2 separate regions of the Rattus norvegicus genome follow, and region 2 is linked to region 1. A link is a contact called in public Hi-C data. All regions are on one chromosome and are shown on one strand. The core of a region is the stretch at or near the end of the contact, and the rest is flanking DNA. Distances in the headings are between cores, read along the strand shown.

The links. A called contact is a pair of places that touch in the nucleus more often than the background predicts.
Region 2: a contact with region 1 is called in a Hi-C map of hepatocytes, with 2.7 times the contacts expected there. The contact joins the promoter of E2f6 here to the enhancer-like site in region 1. A contact is called at or near these places in 12 of 12 Hi-C or Micro-C datasets (the A7r5 cell line, the Rat2 cell line, Schwann cells and 7 more) and 1 of 1 datasets of contacts at active chromatin or transcription factors (oligodendrocytes).

The regions. Positions count from the first base shown.
Region 1 is chr6:45,223,028-45,226,976 of GRCr8, forward strand. Greb1 (growth regulating estrogen receptor binding 1) reads right to left here. Exons shown (of 34, transcript NM_001427084.1): 6 at 585-767. Among named protein-coding and RNA genes, the nearest start is that of Greb1, 66 kb to the right of the region's middle. Within about 2 kb of position 1,949, at least 3 of the 93 cell types and tissues checked have an H3K27ac peak or open chromatin away from gene starts, as enhancers often do. A contact at or near this core is called in hepatocytes, where this site is marked.
Region 2 is chr6:45,318,717-45,322,916 of GRCr8, forward strand. It overlaps E2f6 (E2F transcription factor 6), which reads left to right and starts at 2,542. Exons shown (of 7, transcript NM_001100717.2): 1 at 2,542-2,649. The coding sequence starts at 2,542. It also overlaps a transcript of Greb1 not described here.

The DNA of each region.
Region 1 (3,949 bases), core at 699-3,198:
TCTTCCTCAGCTGACACAATGGATAGGAGAGATACAAGGGAGACTAAGGGGCCACAGTGCAGCCTGGTAAAGCCAAGCTTGCCCCTGGGGACCAGCACCACAGAGCTGTCTCTTTGGTCACTGGGAGCAGGGTTCAGGGATGCAGAGAGAGGTAAAGGCATGGTACTGTTCAAGCTCAGCTTTCTCAGCATCCTCCTGTGACACTTTGAGACTAGGAGGCTCTTTCGGGTGGCTATCTTACACACTGTGGGGTATTTAGCAGTATTGGAAATGCCTGCAGCAGCCTCTAGTCTTTACATCAGGAACATCCCCAGGCATTGATAAATGTCCCCTGGGAACAAGAACCACTGTCCCTAATTCCCACCAAAAAGATGCCAGCTCAATGCCAGATGGCCCTCTGCTAGTGTTTACCTAGCCCAGGGAGTCTGTCATGCAAGCTGTCTGAGTTCCATTGACCCTAAGGGGCATCTTCAGTGCCATGCTCCTGCTATGGCCTGTACCCCTCCTAGTCCCACAATGCCCACTGGGAGTGCATACCCAGCTCCCTATCCTTCTGCCCCTCCAGATTCAAGCCCCTCCCTCACCAGAGCCTTTCCAGCAAATCAAAGGTCCTTTGGTCAGTGCCCCTTGTGCATTTCGAACCAGATAGTACTTGAGGTGCTTCTGTTTCTTGGGCTGCGTGGTCAGCTTCAGGTTGATGTGGTTGGAGAATTCGGTGAAATAGCAGAAGCCTTTTTTCCCACAGCCAACACAGTTCCCAGAGAAACCTGGGCAGGAGAAAGCAAGCCATGAGCCTCTCTGTCTCCCTTTCAACTCCCTTCCAGCCTCCTCTTCAAACAATTTGCACCCCATACCATCACCCAGAGAGTGCCACAGGCAGAGGATCTGTCATGGCAATCGGATCAGGGAGTCAAGACACCCTGGACTCAACAGGACTGAAGAGACTGACCGGGCCACAGAAGTGAGTCTGAGCAAACAGGAGAGATTTCACCCTCCTGGGGGCACAATGAAAATTCCATGTATGTGGATGGATGAAGAAAATGTAGCCTACATACACAATGGGATTTTATTCAGTCACAGTGAAGAACACAATTGTATCATCTGAAGGGGGAATAAAATGAATGGGACTGCAGGTCACTATGTTAAGTGAAATAAGCCAGACTCTGAAAGACAAACGTTTTTCTCACATATGCAGATCTATATTTTAAACCTATATGGATATGTATGTATTTATGTACGTGGGTAGCTATACATACATATATATCTTTATGTGTGTGTGTGTGTGTGTGTCTTTAAAAGGGGGAGAAAGATGAATCTGAGGATAATGGGAAAAGACAAATTATATATTTTCTCTGATATGCAGAATCAGGGTATTTTTATATATGTGACATACTGATATACATAATATATATTGCTTTAAATCTATAATAAAGGGATAACATTGAAAGGAAGAAGAGAACCACTGAGGGGATAGAAGGAGGGACCAGGAATGGCAACTGTGGGCAAATATGATATACATGCATGAAAAGGTCACAATAAACCCATTGTTTTATACTCTAAGAAATACCAAATGCATGATGGGGACCCTGGGAGTAAGACCCAAAGTTCAGCAGCCAGCAGAGTGGAGAAACTGCCACAGTTATGTCAGGGAAGGCAATCTGTCTTCCTACTATCTATTTATCTATCTTCCTCCTATGATAGACAGGTCTCTGCCCGCTTACAGCCCCAGACAGGCCATCCGGGTAGTGATGAGAAACCTCCTTGTATCAGAGACAAACATGCAGAGCATGTGTTTCAAAGGATCTCTACAAAGTCATTCCAGTGAAACCAGGCAGAGGCACTGGTTAATACGAGAGACACATGACAACTCTCCATTTACCCACTGCTCCTCTGTAAGCCATCCCAAAACAACCTTGCTCTGCCAATAGCCGGTCTGGTTCCTGTGAGTCCAAGGTCCTAGGTCAAGGGAGGCCCTGGCCTGGGGCAGAGCCAGATATTCTTACTTTATCACACTCTCTGCTTCACGGTCATTTTGCGTGAGGCTATAAAAACCACATGTCTCTACATAAGCACTGCTCTTAAATGGGCTGTCCCTGGGGACTCTGGCTAGTATTCAAGAGAAGTTCAGTAGGTGAGGTGAAAGTTAAAAGCCATTGCCCCAGAGAAGACTCCATACTGCACGAAAACCTCTAATCTCACATCGTGAGCAGTTTCATATTCGGTGAAAGACCTTAAGAGCAAGGAAAACCCCCAGCCTGTCAGGGATAGGTACAGGATGAACTGACCATGGAAATCCTGCTGGTAACAGTGAGAACAGGTAACAGCATAACATGAACAATCCTGTGTGTTACTCAGGAGAGCTAATGTGCACACAAGGCCAGGTACGCTGCCACTCACTGTCAATGCACAGGGCCCTCGGCTTAACCGACCCATTGCCAGTCACTATGGAAAACTAAACGTTCTTGTGAAATCCTTCATATCAGTCGCACAAAGAGTGGCGTTTAACCTCAACAGAAGGATGAAGTCCCGGTCCACAGGCACCCAAGGCTGTGGACTACACCACCCATCTTAGCTTCATCTTCTCACTCAGACAAGGTGCCTCTTATCTCATCCACTCCAACTGACCCTGTCCTGCCCAGTCTCCGTCTCTTCCACAAACCCCCTACACATGTCCAGCCATCTCTCAGTTTGACTCAGAGGAAACTGGCACTTTCCCAGGCTCGCACGCTCATCTCGCTCCGAGTCCTGGAATCTGCTCAGCATCAGGGAGATGTATGTCTTGTACCCTTAGTAGCTCTCTTCCAAAGGGCCGTGCTGGTGTGGCTGTTCACGAGTTGAGTTGTAAGTGGGTGTGTGCTGACTGGGAGTACCATGGGACAGCATTATCAAGAAGGTCGGAGAGACGGGCATAATTAGCTGATTAATTAATAACAATTAACCCTTCTATTTATCTATTGGCTTCCAACCTGGAAACCTTGAGATGCACACAGTCTGACCGGCCCTCAAGAAGACAACCTTGAGAAATGTCCAGGGTTCCTGAGGAGGAAATCTAAGCCTGAGCATAGAGAAGACGCTGAACAAGAGACAGGAAGTCCAAGGTCAAGGACACTGAAGAGACCAGCTAGCCAGGCTACAGGTTACAAGCCATGCACATGGAGGCCTCATGGTGTCATCGCGCATGCTCAGCAGGAAGTGACAGTGGCCATGGGCAGCAGCTCCTGATGGCTCAGAGGTGAGACTAAGCTCCTGGTCCAGTTGCACAGTGGACAGTTGGGTGCAGTGAGCAGACGGCTTCCAGTTAGGGACATAGCTTTTCTGAGAGACACCTGAGGGATAAGCAAAGAAGCCAGGGCAAGAGCATAGGACCCAGCCTTGTGGGAAGGAATGGCTCAAGCCATCAGAGGGGCAGATGCTGTCATCCTAAGACTTCAGGAAATTCTTTGAAGGGCAATGAACACTTTCAAGACAGAGTACAACACAGAGCCCTTCCTTTTGGGAATCGACCCTGGGACTTGAAAGTTTATAAAGACCTTACCAGAAAGTGAACTGACTTAGCAAAGTCTCAGACTCTTGCTGGGCATGGATCCTAGAAATAAGGACTATGCAGTTACTGCGTGTACTGACTGGTTTGTGTGTCAACTTGACACAAGCTGGAATTATCACAGAGAAAGGAGCCTCACTTGAGGAAATGCCTCCATGAGCCCCAGCTGCAAGGCATTTTCTCAGTTAGTGATCAAGGAGGGAGGACCCAGCCCATTGTGGGTGGTGTCGTCCCTGGGATGGTGGTCTTGGGTTCTATAAGAGAGCAAGCTGAGCAAGTCAGGAGAAGCAAACCAGTAAGTAACATCCCTCCATGGCCTCTGCATCAGCTCCTGCTTCCTGACCTGCTTGAGTTCCAGTCCTGACTTTCTTTGGTGATGAACTGCAATGTGGAAGTGTGAGCTGAATA
Region 2 (4,200 bases), core at 1,292-3,791, 96 kb after region 1:
ATACCCTACAGATCTGATATGAGATTTACGTGAGCAAAAGTATAGAGAGGGTTTGACATTTAACAGAGGCTGGATAAAGGGGCCTTAAAATTAGCCATGCCTGTTCTCCAGCACTGGATCTCTCTGAACTCCTTGTGGCAGAGGCTCTCCTAGTAGCTCTGAGAAACTCTCCACTCTGCATAAAACGTGCTCTTTCCTAAAGCTGACCTCGCTACAGCTGTATTCTATTTTTATCAGTCTTCGGCAAACATTTACAGATTGCTTGCTGCCTGCCATGCTCCTAGCTGAACACTGGTGATCCCAGGAGGACAAAAGACCTCTGACCCCCTAACAAGACATCTGACCCCTAGAAATGTATAATCTAGTGGGAGCCAACTTCCTCCAAAAGTCCTTCCTGCCCTCACTAAGCTTCCCTCCAACCTGGAATTTCCACATTGTGTTACCCTTCCATTCAAACACAGAGGAGCTGGAGACATGGCTCTGTAGTTAAGAGCACATCTGCCTTTCCAAGAGGACCAGAGCCTCCATAACCAGAGGTTCACAACCACTTGCAACTCCAGCTCCCAGGGAACCAGAAGCCTCAAGCCTCTGAAGGCATTGCACTCATGTGCACATACTCACACATACCCATAATTTAAAAATAAGTGAATAGGGCCCTGGGTTCGATCCCCAGCTCCGAAAAAAAGAACCAAAAAAAAAAAAAAATAAGTGAATAGGTGTGGGAAAGATGACTCAGTGGTTAAGAACACTGACTGTTCCTCTAGAGGACCCAGGTTCAATTTCCAGCACCCACATGGTGGCTCACAACTGTCTGTAATTCCAATTCCAGAGGACCTGATGCCCACACAGAGACATGCAGGCAGGCAAAACACCAAATCACATTGTAAAGGGATTTTAATCCAGCAACAGGGCTACTCTGGCAAGGGATCACACCCAAAGACTTTCTAGGTCTATATGATCTGACCAAATACAGACACACTCTGGATTATAGTACAACCTGAATGGAATATAGACATGCCTTTAATCCCTAATAATGAACGTAAGATTGGTTTGTAGAAGAAAGCAGCCACGTTTAAAAGTAACATCTAATTGAGGGCAAAGTGAGAAGTTAGAGAAAGATTTGACAGAATGAATCAGAGGACACACGGAGTGGGGGCGGGGAGAGGCAGTTTACTGGAACAATTTTATAGAGACAGGCTTTAGAAAGAACAAGTTGGTATCTTTATTCAGTAAGAACTCCCCACATTACAAATTGAGAAACTAAGTCACAGAATGACTTTTAGAAACTTGCTTAAGATCTTACAATTTGAAAAGCTATCTGTGACTCCAGGTAACTTTTTTTTTTCCGGAGCTAAGGACAGAAACCAGGGCCTTGCGCTTGCTAGGCAAGCGCTCTACCACTGAGCTAAATCCCCAACCCCTCTCTTTTCTTTTTTAAGTTTAGTTTAGCATATATATATATATATATATATATGTGTGTGTGTGTGTGTGTGTTTTGCATATATATATGTGTGTGTGTATATGTGTGTGTGTGTGTGTATATATATATATATATATATATATATCATATTAACATGTGTGTGCCTGGTGCCTATGGAGATCAGAAAAAGGGCATTAGATTCCCCTGGGCCTGGAGTTAACAGATGGTTTGAGCCAATGTGTGGGTAATGAGAATTGAACTCAGGTCCTCTGGTAGGGCAGCCAGTGCTCCTAAACGTAGAACCATCTCTCCAAGCTCCAGTTAAGATGTTTTATCTATCTCCTCCATTGGATTCTGGATCCAGTCTGTTATATTTAAAACAGTATCTTCTTGAGCCAGCCCAATACCTGATACAATAACTATTCAAGAACTGATACAGAAAAAAAAAAGTTTGTGCTTTTGGGACAACGTATACTCTAAGGATGAACTTTAGCTGACTTCGAATTCAAACACATGATCTCCCTGCCTGGATCTCTACGGCGCTCGTTCTGGTCCCTCCAGGATGGCTTGTTTATGAGCATGTGCTAAACACCCTTAGATGCGTGATGGGAGCGGGACTGTCATCGTCCCTGGGCACTCAGCCCCTGCAGTCCGCCGGTCGCGGGTCCGGACTAGGGAGCGCCGACTCTGGTACCCCGGAATCCCTGCTCCACCTCTTTTCTTACCTCTCCCCACCCCCGCTTCCCCGCCACCCTCTCCGAGGATCCATCCTCCGGAACACCCGGGTGTCAGCTGCGGGCGAGGACGCGTGTGCGCGGGAGATCTCCAGGGAAGGCGGTGCGCATGTGCAAAGGCAGGCGCACTGCGCATGCGGGAAGATGGCCGGCTCGGGGACCTGAGTGCCTCTGAGGTCACCCTGGTCACCCTGGTCCCCCTGCGCGCCTACCCCGATCCCCTCCGCGCCTGAGGGCAGCGCTAGGCGAGTGGGACCGCGACGCTCCGTGAGTGAAGCCGCAGTGCTCCGTGGGTGGAGCGGGCGGCGCTGAAGGGGCCGGGAGCGCGCGCACCGAGCCTCCCGGAAAGGCGGGAGGGCGCGTGGGGCGCGAGGGGCGCGGGACATCATGAGTCAGCAGCGGACGGCGCGGAAACTGCCCAGCCTGCTGGTGGACCCGGCTCAGGAGACCGTGCGCCGCCGCTGCCGGGACCCCATCAACGTAGAGAACCTACTGGTGAGCGGGAACCCGGGCCACGGGGGTCGCGTGCTGTGGGACGCGCCCCTTGCGTCCGGCCCTCTGCACAGTGTCTCTTGGTGTCCCGGGGCTCTCCTTGCAGCTCCCGATTCTTGGACCGCCCTTTGCTTTTAAATGTTTCAATTGGATTTACTTACTTTGTGTTGGGGTGGGGACCGCGGGCGCGTGGATTCCACGAGGCACGTGTAGAGCTTAGAAGGCAACTTGGCGGCAGTCTGTTCCATGCTTTCCACCTTTGTGGTTCGCGGGATGGAACTCTGGTGGAGTTTGTAAAGCTTGGTGGCAAGTACCTTAACCAACTGAGCGATCTTGCCTTTCTGTCTTCACTGTTTGACAGGGGAAATGAAAGAGTGAGAGAGTTCCCTCCATTCTGTGCTTCCCACCTTTCTCAGGGTCCCTGGTGGATCCGTCTTTTGTCCGTTTCTCCCAATCGCTGTGTTCTCTGCAAGGCAAGCTATATCCAAGCCATTCTGGCCAATCCGGTGCCAGATAGTTCATGAACCTTGTCTTGTCTGACTCCTCAGAGCAACCTTGAGATTGTTATTCTTGTCTTAGAGTTTGTCAGAATTGACTCAGGTGTGTGTACAGAGATGTCTGGCCTTGTGGCTAGGTAATGAGGAAGCTTCGGTAGGAACCTCAGAATGACTGCAGATGACAGCCTCTCCCTAACACCCCCCCCCCCCTTTTTTAAAGTGATTTCTGCTGAGTTTCCACTTGATCTTGCATTACCACCCAGGACTGTGCCGGGCACTTGAGTCCTAAGCACTCAGTATGATGGTTGTAAACAAGATCACTGCCTGTTTTGTCGATTCTAGTAGCAGTTTCACACCTTAATCTTGTGTCACAACTAACCACTCTTGGCTGAGTACTGTTTGTTGTGCCTTGGACAGCCATGGTGGGTCCCCTTGTCCCCTTCTCCTTTTCAGACATGTGGGTGTCATCCAGAATTCTCTACAGTTTGCTCATGTAGGTGACCACTCACTATTCCTACCTAACTTGTGGCCCGAGACCATGGTAGGTTTTTAAAGGATTGACAGACACTCTAAAATGCTCACTCTGGAAAAACCACTTAACCTTTTGTACTGCATCACAAGATAACGTCCTCTGAAGTCTTGGATATTCTTATCCAATCTGGTGTTTTTCGTTCGTTGCCTTGAGGTAGCTCCAAATCCATACTACATCTTTCCTAGAGCTTTCTAACTGTGTGTTAGATATCCCTGCTTAGATCTAAAACTTAAAAAAAAAAAAAAAAAGTCTGTGTGTATGTCACATGTGAATGGAGCTCACAGAGGCCAGAAAATGGTGTTAGAGGCCAGAAAACGCCTGGGGCTGAAGTTAACAAGTGGTTATAAGCTGGCACACGGATGAATTGAGCCTTCTGGAAAAGCAGCAAGCAGATTCACAGTCCCTTGCCTAAGAAAGCAACCTTCCTCGAATCCCACCTTAATGAATGATGCTTTACCGCCTGTGGTGTCCAAGCCAGCACTCCGGGCATGGCTGTCACCTTTTTCTCTTTTTCAGAATTGCCTC